Regions from separate parts of the Mus musculus genome. Here region 2 is linked to region 1. A link is a contact called in public Hi-C data. All regions are on one chromosome and are shown on one strand. The core of a region is the stretch at or near the end of the contact, and the rest is flanking DNA. Distances in the headings are between cores, read along the strand shown.

Region 1 (5,249 bases), core at 1,813-4,312:
GTTGACAGCCATAATACATACACAGAGAACCTGGTACAGATCCATGCAGGCTCCAGTCTCTGTGAGCCCATGTGTGCCCTGCTTAATTGATTTAGTGGGCCATGTTTTCCTGCTGTCCTCCATCCCTTCTGATTCCTACTGTCTTTCCTCCCCATTTTCCATGGGGTTCCCCAATCTCTGAGGGAAGGAACATAATGGAGACCTCCAGTTTAGACACACTTGCTCCATATTTTCTGGCTGAGGGTCTCTGCACACACTCCCATCTCCCATCTGCTGACAGAGGAAGCTACTCAGATGATGAGTTCACAAGGTACCAATATTTGAGTATAGCAACACAGCATTAAGAGAATGATTTCATTGTTTTTGTTTTGTTTCTCCCTTAGGTCTCCGGGCTACCCAGTCTCTGGCCTTATAGGGTATGAGCTCCCTCTTGAGACATAGGCGTCAAGTTCAACCACACTTAATTTGGCCACTCCCATATATTCTGTACCAATCATTGCCCTGGCACATCTTGCAGGAAGAATATATTGTAAGTAGAGGGTCTTGTTCCTGGGTTGCTTTATTTCTCTTTCTGTAGCTTTCAGAGTACCTTGTTGCACCAAAGAAAGTAGAATGTTACATCTCCAAGCCTGTCTCAGCAGAATCTCTCTACGTTCAATTAACTGAGTGGAAGCTGTCCTCGGCAACAGGGGCAACCTTTTAGCATCTGTCTGGGTTGTTTAGGCATCTCCATGGAACCTCCTCAGCCAAGGACTCAACCAAATAGAACAGTCTCATCACTGGAAGTCTTGCCAGACTACAAAAGATAGGTATCATCTTTCCTAATTTCTATAAGCTATTATTGATAAGAAGACAAATGACTTAGATGATATCTGTGCATCTAAACTGGAATTACATTTGAGTCCATCCAGAGAATCAGAAAATAGTGACAGTGTTAATAATAGAATTTGTAAGTGTTAATTCTGAATTCTAACTATTACTATTACTATTACTTTTACAGTGAAGTGTAGTAGTAAGCTGGTCCACAGCTTACACGAACCGGGTATTCCTGGAAGGCAGGCTGGGGCTGAAAGAGAGAGACTAGATGGCGAGAGAAATAATGAAGCCAAGACAAATTTTCTCTGATCAAGGCCTGCAGTTTAATAAGAGACTGTGCTTAAAAGGGGGAAGGCCCATCCCCGTGCCCCCACCCCCACCCCGCCAGTCCATCCTTGGTGCCTTGTCGCCATGTTGTCAGCACTTGGTTGTCAGGCTGTTGCTTATTCAGGAATGTCTCAGGAAGAAAGGTTCAGCCTCTCGGCAGGTAGCAGCATCTTGGAGAAGAGCAGGGCAGTGTCCTTCAAAAGGAGCCAGCCAAGTCAGAAAGCTACACATGAGGTGGCCCCACCTCAGTGGAGACAAGGTCTGCACCAGCCCACTTCAGGCTGGGGGAGGCTACAGTGAAGGGTTCTGTTTTCCAACAATATAGTTACAGTCAACATCTCTTTCCTTACAGCACCAGCAAGGAAGCATTGTAGTACACATCAGTCAGATAAACGAGGTTATGCTGTGGTAGTAACATTCACACTAATTCCATGATTGCATTATAGATTTGTTTCTGTAACATATTTTGTGTTCACAAGAGGACATGTCAGAGTTACTCACGATCTTGGTTAAGGAAGGAACTGCTATCTCAATACAAGGCCGATAAGGAAGGAAGAGCAGGATGGGGAATTAGCTTCTTTTCCCTGCTAAAGTCTAGGGGTGACACGTGTCAATCTACTCAAATTTTTGTAACTAAGGGTATTAATGTGAGCATGCCCCACTCTAGTTTGCCACACAGGAAATGAGTATGTAGCATTTATCCCAGCATACTTATGATACTTAAAGAGCATATACAGAATCTAGAAGTAGAAACATTGACAAAGAGAATCCAACCAGTTACTTGGAAATGCATAATAATCCCATTTAAAGGAAGATATGTCAGTCAATCTGTCTTTCTGCATATTGTTGACACATAATCAATAAACCATTTATGTACACACTCAAGCATAACTCCATTAGGTCTATCAACGAGGACAGACTTGCCCTTGTGACTTGTGCCCTCCACATGTGACTATAAGCCATATCTAGCTTTACGACTCCTTAAAAATCAGTGATTTTAGTAGAAAAATGTCAGAACTCCTGCAGACAAGTTTACTGTTAGATAGTGTGTTTAAGGCTTAGTGACATCCTGCTGTGATACACAAATTTCTCCACAAAAAAATGAGTTGTCAGATGGTTTTACAACAGTAAACCACTACAGTGTTTTATAAGTTTTTCTCTAGATTCTGTTTCAAGCAGGGAAAGCCATTTGCCTCCCAAATCTAAGTATTAAAGCTAACATGAAGGTGAAATTCCTCCTTATGCTTAGATTTAGCTGCACAGAGATCAATAACATGTTAAAAAGTAGGAAGTGTGTTATTACCTGGAAAATGTTATCTACATTTTGTATTCAGAAGAAGCCAAGTGGACAAATATTACATAATGATTGCAGCAAAAGACTTTTGAGAAATAACCTTCTAACCCCCTCCCTACAACCCCCCTTCCCCCTCCACACACACACAGAGAATACTTTGTGGTTCTGAATTACATAACGATTCAATCATGTTGTCATCTAGTTGTAGGGCACAAGGCCAAGATCAACATTGTAATGCGGATCGGATCGCTGTGAGAATTGCCGTGAGAATCCCAAATGAAGAACACTGAGATGAAAATGACTAACAAGGTACTGATCTGTAGAGAGAATTCTGGACTTTTGGTTTCTTTTCTTTCTTTTGTTGTGGTTTTAGTTTTTTACTTTTTTTTTTTTTTTTTTTTTTACAGTTCAGTCATTAACACCCCCTCCCCCTTTCCCTCTGCCCTCCCACAGTTCCTCATACCATTCCTTCTTCCTCCTGTCTCCAAGAGGATGTTTGCCCACACCCTCACCCCACCCCACCCCAGCCAGGCCTTCCCACTGAGGCCTCAAGCCTCTTGAGGGCTAGGCGAATCTTCTCTCATTGAGGCTAGATCAGGCAGTCTTCCACTGTACATGTGTCTGAGGCCTCAGATCAGCTGATATAAGCTGCCTGGTTGGTAGTTCAGGGTCTGAGAGATCTCAGGGTCCAGGTTAGTTAAGACTGCCGGTCTTCCTATGGGGCCACCCTCCTCCTCAGCTTCTTCCAGCCTTTCCCTAATTTCTTTTAAAACAAAACAAAACAAAACAAAACAAAACAAAACAAAACAAAACAAAACAAAACCAGAAATATTGTAAGACTAGGCTTTTGCTTTAAGTTCATGTGTGGGGCTGCTTCATGTCAACTGACTGATTTGCCTCGTGCTCTAGAAGAGGCATAGTTTTGCCAGTTTCAGATAATTTCTGCAATTTTATAATATTTAGAATTCTGAGCATTTTTCAGGGGGCCTATAAGTGCTAGAGCCCTGATTGCAGGGGTTGGGGGCATTGGAATGAGATTATTGGTTGTTGGTTGTTCAGGTGGGAGCTAGTGGTTTGTTAGTAGTCATGTTCAAGAAGAAATTAGATTCAAAGATCTCTCCTCTCCTCTCCTCCCCTCCCCTCCCCTGCCCTCCCCCCTTTTCTCCTCTCCACCCCTCCCCTCCCCTCCCCTCCCCTCTCCTCTCTAACCCTGTATAGTTCTTTCTCTCATACTTAGAGATAGGGGATGAAACCAGGTGAGAGTGAGGGTAGAGTATAAAGGGTGGGAAGAAGAAGAACCCACACAATAGCAAAGAACAGCTTGCAAGCAAAGAAGAAACAAGAAGAAAGAACTTCGGTTCTCTCTCCCCTTTATCTTTCTTTTTCTCCTATGTATGTGATAGGGAGAAGCAACAGAGGTGTGTGTGGGGGGGTATGGATACAGGGTGGGGAAAAAAGAACCCACAGAGTAGTAAAAACCAGCTACACTGATTACTATACAGTAGCATGTGTATGAATACGCAGGTACTCATACATACACAAACGAATGGGTTCCTCACTTCCCTGCATTGAAGGACCAGGGCTCTTTACCTTCATGTTTTGAGGTCAGAAAGTCTCGTACAGGCTCTCCTGTGTACTGTTACCAGTAACTTTAAAGGTCTCTTTCCATGCTTGGGCACCTCTCCCTCCAACAGAGACAATAAAAATGTTTCCAGATATAAACAGATGCTGCATACATGGACAAATCAAATCTTTTTCTAGAACCATTGATTTAGCGGGAGGTAAAAGATCCGGAAGCACACCCACAGGTTAGGTTAAAGAAAATATTATAAAAGAATGAAATATTTTTTTAAGTGATTGTTTACTTTGAAGTAGATAGGCGGGTACAAATATTTATGAGGAAGAAATTAGGACATGAGTAAATATTTTTAAATAAAATTAGTAGAAAAATGGTTGCTCTGGTTGATTGTCACATTCATTAAGGTAGTGGAACATAGATATAGGAATTGAAAAACTGAGCAATAAAATATGACGGAGAGCTTAGAAGCATACCAAACACGACAACCTTGCATTTGAGAGATCTGGCTTAAGTACAGAAGGAAGGTCAGTGTGGTATGGCTCAAGAAAAGCAAGTCAGTGACCTCCATTTGTAGAATTCAGCCATGATGTGTGGTTTGCTCACTCCCAGAGTTCTTGTGTATGAATGAATATCAGAGTTCAGGTTTGTATAGCCAAGTCATTGTTGCATAACACTAAGCCAATCCTTGTGCTTAGAAAAAATCCTGATAAAGGCAGAAGCCATGAGACACTAATTACCTAGCTAGTCATCAGATTAACTGATGAGAAATTATTCACTTCTTGAGGATAATAATTATTCAGTTATTGAGGGTAATGAACTTGTATCTTCAGAACTATAAAACAGTAAGTTTCTATACATTATCTATTACCCAATCTTAGATATTCTGTTATGCCCATGCAAAGCAGACAGTTGGTAAATGGAAGTGTTTCCAGCATATTCTTATAGAGAAATTTTTATATTCATTATTCATGAATAAAATATATCTTTTCATGACACATCTTAAGTATATATTGCTACAGAGAGAAGGGGAGAAAGAAGAGATAAATAAAATAAAGCCACAGGGAAACATTATTATTTTATAAACTTACATGTATATAAACTTATATATAAGCTTACATATATATGTATGTATATATGTACGTACATATAGATAGATATCTACATGCATACACATATACACAACTTGAAATCTGGAATGGTGATTTCTTTAGCAGTTCTTAGGCAATTCAGTAT
Region 2 (5,249 bases), core at 1,582-4,081, 300 kb after region 1:
TATAAACACCAGTAACAAACATAAGCCAGTCACAGTCAACATAAACATAATAGGACTTCCAGATTGTTTAAAAAAAATAGCCCTTCCAAGAACTGTAAGTAGTTTTCTGCTACAATTATCTTTCAGAAATCTAAACAAGCAACTTCTGTTTCACTGTAGAATAAACAGTGCTTTTTGGTGTGTACTTAATTAAGAAAGCTATGATCTTAGAAAACAAAGCATATTTAATTTAAAGAGAAAATAAAGTAGCTTGGGGAAGTTTATGGGTACTCATAAGTCCTAAGTGTAAATAATCAGTAATAAACATTTCCAACGGTGTCTCCTTCCCTGTCTCAGGAACTCGTTACTTAGAAATAAACGCTTAGTGATAATTCTGTTGTCTTCACTATGACAAGACCCTGAGTGAAATAATTTATTCTGTATACTGCCAAAGTGACTGCAGAGCACATTTAAACAGAGGAAAGAATCATTTTGACTCTTGGTTTCAACTCCTGAGAGGTGGCTCTGTTGTCCTCAGACTGTGTGAAGGCAAAAAGCATGTAGCTATCAGAGCTGCTCACCTGCGGCGGCCCGGGAAGCACAGAGAAACAAAGAAAGGACTAAGAGAGTGTAGGGCCACTCCAGTGATTCACTCCTCTAAGACACAGAGAAAACAGCCATGAAACTGTAAATCAATGCAATTATCTGTTTGTTACCAGAGGTCTTGGGATTCAACCTTTTGATTATTGGATCCAACAGCTAAAGAAGACATTTTTTTGTTACTGGGGACTAGACCTTGGAAAGAGTCACCAAGGTTAATACATGAAAAACAGCTAGTAGGCAGAAAGGTTATAAACAGCTCCCCTACCTAGGCTCCTTTGGGGGAACTGAGCATGTGCAAGCAAAGTCCTTGCCATATACAAATGGGCAGAGGTGGTGCTATCTAAGTGGAAACAGCACTAAGTGGTTCATATCAAAGTGGATCAAAATAGTATGGGCTCCAGGCTCTGATCACAAACCTGTCTCCATTTCCAGCCTGGGAGTGTTTCTCCTTAATAATAAGCAGGCTCCTTTTCTGTACTATTCACTCCGAGACTTAGGAAGCCAAGCGTTATATAGCAGGTGACCTGTGAACTCAGATCTGTATCATTGTCTTTAAAACCCGAGTCTCCAGTTTTGATTCATCAAGTGGCCTTCCAACATTGATCTGTCTTTGTAAAAATAATTTACTATACTATACATTATTTGCTTGCCTGTTAACATGGGCTTCTAATTGGCTTCTTGGCCATTGTTGTTAGAAATTAACCATTTTAAAATGTAAAATCTTTAATACTTGGACAAACTGAAAAACATACGACTTTTTGAATGTGTAAAAGAAAAGATTTGGTGATCAGAATCCAAAATGCTCTCCCTCTCCTTATCTCCTCCCACCCCCGCCATCTCTCTCTCTCTCTCTCTCTCCCTTTCTGTCTCTCTCTCCCTCTCTGTCTCTCTCTCCCCCTCTGTCTTTCTCTATCTTCCTTTCTCCTTCCTTCCCTCCCTCTCTCCTCCCCTCTCTCCTCCTTTCCATCCTATGTCCCTCCCTCTTTCCCTCCCTCTCTCCCCTCTCCCCTCCTTCTCAACCTTAGTTCTCCCTCCCCCTTGCCTTCCCTCCTCTGACTTCTAGCCATTTCCCAGTTACTTCAGCATTTTAACTTTCAAAATAAAACATGTTGACTTCCATCTCTTCCACCTACATATTTAGAATTAATTTATACTGTCCTAGATTCATGTTAGAAAGGATAAATAGCTCACATGTTTACATGAATGTTTTAAGAGAGTAAATTTGTGGTCCACTTAACTTGACTCAAAGGCAGCATTCTAGAGAGGAAAATGAACAACAGTCAACCAGTAAGGCAGAGAGCACCTCCCACAACCCCTGTGTCTGCAATAACAAGGATTCTGTAAAATGAAGAGATGTCAGCTTCCACAGCACAAACAGGGATTATATCTGGGGCACAAAGCCAGATTCCTCCTGGGGAGACAGAACGCGCTTAATCTGTAACCCCTTTACACATAACTCCGAAAACCTATGGCCAGTCATCTTTTAAAAAATTAAGGAATTTGAAGCCACATGATATTTTAATGGTTAGCTAAGCCAATTGCTTAACATTTCTCAGGAGAAAAGGCTTTGTCAGAGGCTTCAGGGTCTGCCTTGGTCGGAAAAACAAAATGAGAACAACTTGAGGTTAAAGGTCTTAGCTTTGATTCACAATTCTAGAGTCAGGCCGGAGGAGGTCAAAGAACTCTAGGCTGGGGAGGCGGTGTTTACAGCTAGCAAATGGAAATGAGATGGAAAAGTGCTGTTGAGAGCACTGGTTCCTGTTGAGCCCCGACCTCATTTGAGTCAGTTGGCTGCCCGCGCTACTTCCGCTACTTCCGGGAGCTCGCTAGCATTAATCAGCGGGGAGACACAGCTGTCTGGAGACACAGCTGTCTGATGTAAAAGCACCCTTCCGCCCTGAAGCATTTATAGTTGCAGTACATGCTAAGCCAGGTTAGCAGTCCTCAGGGAAGGACTCCTCTGCCCAAATGCAAATTAATCCAGCAGCTTCTATCACTCTGTCTCCTAGGAGTAATCTAGAACTATGCAACTGTCTGTCCAGGGCTTTCTATAGGCCCGCCTTCCTTCCTACAATAATGTTTACAAAGGCATGACGCTCCTTCCGTTCATACTCATGATTCCATCCCTTCGAAGCACTTTAACCACATTTAAATAATGGACTTAAGTAAGCATAATTGACCTTAAATTAGCTGCTGTTGTCGTCAAATTGTCAGCATTGTCCCCAGTCTTTCTAAGAAGTCAATATATTGAGTTTCCCTGCTGTTTGCGGGTCATGCATCTAGCTGTTAGGGGTAGAGGGAAAGACATCACAACACTGTCTACGCTGTTGAGCAACAAATTCCAACAGCTGGAAAAAATGTGGAAATGCACTAAGCCATCCCAATTGACAAGACTAAAAAAATAAAATCTCCCACAAGAAAGAGCTGAGAAACAAGCTAACAAGGACCCTTTCTTTACCCTTAGAGATTTATTTTTAAGTTATTTGTTTTTGTTTTGTTTTGTTTGTTGTTTGTTTAAAAAAGGCTTCTGGAGAATCGCTATCTTGTGGCAAAATTTGAACAAGCATTTCTTCGTTTTAATATCTTACTCAAAGAATCTTCTCCATACCAGGTAAATATTTGGTGAAAAATGGCTTCTGTGCGTGTGCAAATGGAGTTGATAACAGTCTTCCAAAGTGCCTTTTGATACCTTTAGAATAAACGAAATATAGGTTATCATTTAAACGGCACTAAAGATTGTAATTTTATTTGGGAAATGGGTTCGTTTCTTACCCTTTCCTTCTACAAATAAGATTTAATTAGCCCACTCCATTCATCAAAAATAAAGTAGAGCATGGGAGAACAAGCAGAGGGCAAGTTGTTTGCTGGGACGACTCAGTGCACACGTTCTGTGATGGGTAACCGTAAAACTTTAAAGTACAACCCTTTTTTTGTATGTGTGTTTGTACTAGGGTAAACTAATGTCTGAGTCAAATTGGTGTCAAATGTATTGAAGTCAGTAGGAGTTAAGGAGTAATTTCCTTACTGGTTAACTACGCGCCACCTTAGCATCTCCATATGTTAACAATGCATTGTCAGCAGCATGGGAGACCTTCTTGTAAGAACCCCTGGCTAGGTGCAAGCTACTCTTTCTTGCCTCTTTAGGACAGAATTGTCTGTCGAAGCTGCTTCATCCGATTGATTGGTAGCTGTGGCCTTTAAGTTTGGAAATGTTTTGAATATCCTCTTCTTCCTCAGTGGTTGTAATTGTAAATTTTAGGAACACAGGAGAACTGAGTGAATGTCAACGTAATAGACAAAGGACCCATGGGAGAATCCAACAAGGACTGCTTTGGGAACTTTGTGGAGAGGATGATAGTGGAGCTCATTCCTAAGGAATGGGTTCTTCTGTAAAGAACAGAATCGAGAAAAAAAAAAAAAAAGAATGGAGGAAGGGACTCGCAAGAATAGGAAATGTCTGGGCATAGTCGGAATTATAAGGGGATATTATTATTAATATTATTATTATTATTAGCAGGTTTATTGTATTGGGAAGCTGCTCTCAGGCCAGAAAGAGTTTACTGGCCCCAAGGACCAAGGTTAGGGAAGTGAGCATGGGGAAAGGGGGTGTGGGGTAGAGAAGGGAGAAAGAGAAAGGGCACACATGCAGAGGTAGAAGAGAAGGGGAGAGTCTTTCTTAATAACACTGTTTGGAAGCAGCTCAAGATGTGTCACTAAAGAGAGTATTGTATTTGAAACTCACATCGATGTTAAAAGACATTTTGATCACCTTTCATCCATATCTGAAAGCATTGTTGAAAATAAATAAATAAAAGAGGAATAAAGAAGAAAATAACCACAAACAGGAAGTCATTCGGCTCCAGAAATGTGTGTGGAGCTTTGGGGATGAGCCTTCTGGGTTCCCCGGTGGTGAGAGCCACCACAGTCCCTGGACATGCTCGGGAGAAAGTGTGGGAAGGTCTTTGGCTGCCTTCATCCTCTGAAATGGAGCTGATAACTCTCTGAAATGCGGTAATAATGGCAAATTAGTCTGTCTTGTTCCAAGTGATTTCAATATTATTTGGAGAGTTTTCAAATGCTTTTGAATTAAGAGAATGATTGCTACCCTGAATTTTAGGAGCTTTCAGAAAACTTGAAATACTTGTATTATTTTATAGCTGAAGTACTTTAAATCTTCCAGAATGTTATTTTATAAATGCTTGTATATATCAAAGTCTAAGTAAATGCTTAAACGGCGTTAGAGCCTCGATTTCTTCATTTTAGAAGGAATCAATGCGGACTACATATATAAATCATATATATTTTAAATGTCTAATAGCAGCGAATTATTATTGCATATTAGATTGTTATAATTAAATCTTATGGGGGGAACAATCCTTACAGCGTATGAATGTCACCATATGGAGAACTAAGTCTCAGCGCTGATCCCATTATAACTGGCTAGGTAGTGAGAGGGGAGGCTAAGCTATGCACAGTGCCTCAATCCTGACCTCTAGAGGCTGTTCTGAAAAACTGCAGAAGGCTACACCGTCGCAACAGCTGGGACTGTATTGTATAAAATCTCTCTATATGCACTAACCTGTCCCAGGTCACAGCAAGCACACAAGGGAATTATCTTATTGTAAACAAGATATTATTCTAGAAAGGAGAATTCCAAGCAGTTTTCA

Evidence for each region. Hi-C and Micro-C count contacts between places; a contact is called where the count stands out from the background.
Region 2: a contact with region 1 is called in a Hi-C map of liver, with 2.5 times the contacts expected there. The contact joins two enhancer-like sites. A contact is called at or near these places in 1 of 39 promoter capture datasets (liver), 31 of 484 Hi-C or Micro-C datasets (the AML12 cell line, the C2C12 cell line, LSK cells and 13 more), 7 of 115 datasets of contacts at active chromatin or transcription factors (bone marrow-derived dendritic cells, embryonic stem cells, epiblast stem cells and 2 more) and 1 of 9 other capture datasets (embryonic stem cells).

What each region holds. Positions count from the first base shown.
Region 1 is chr6:24,044,584-24,049,832 of GRCm38.p6, forward strand. No RefSeq gene overlaps it. Among named protein-coding and RNA genes, the nearest start is that of Tas2r118, 77 kb to the left of the region's middle. Within about 2 kb of position 3,063, at least 23 of the 459 cell types and tissues checked have an H3K27ac peak or open chromatin away from gene starts, as enhancers often do. A contact at or near this core is called in liver and neural progenitor cells, where this site is marked.
Region 2 is chr6:24,346,015-24,351,263 of GRCm38.p6, forward strand. No RefSeq gene overlaps it. Among named protein-coding and RNA genes, the nearest start is that of Iqub, 170 kb to the right of the region's middle. Within about 2 kb of position 2,832, at least 48 of the 459 cell types and tissues checked have an H3K27ac peak or open chromatin away from gene starts, as enhancers often do. A contact at or near this core is called in liver and neural progenitor cells, where this site is marked.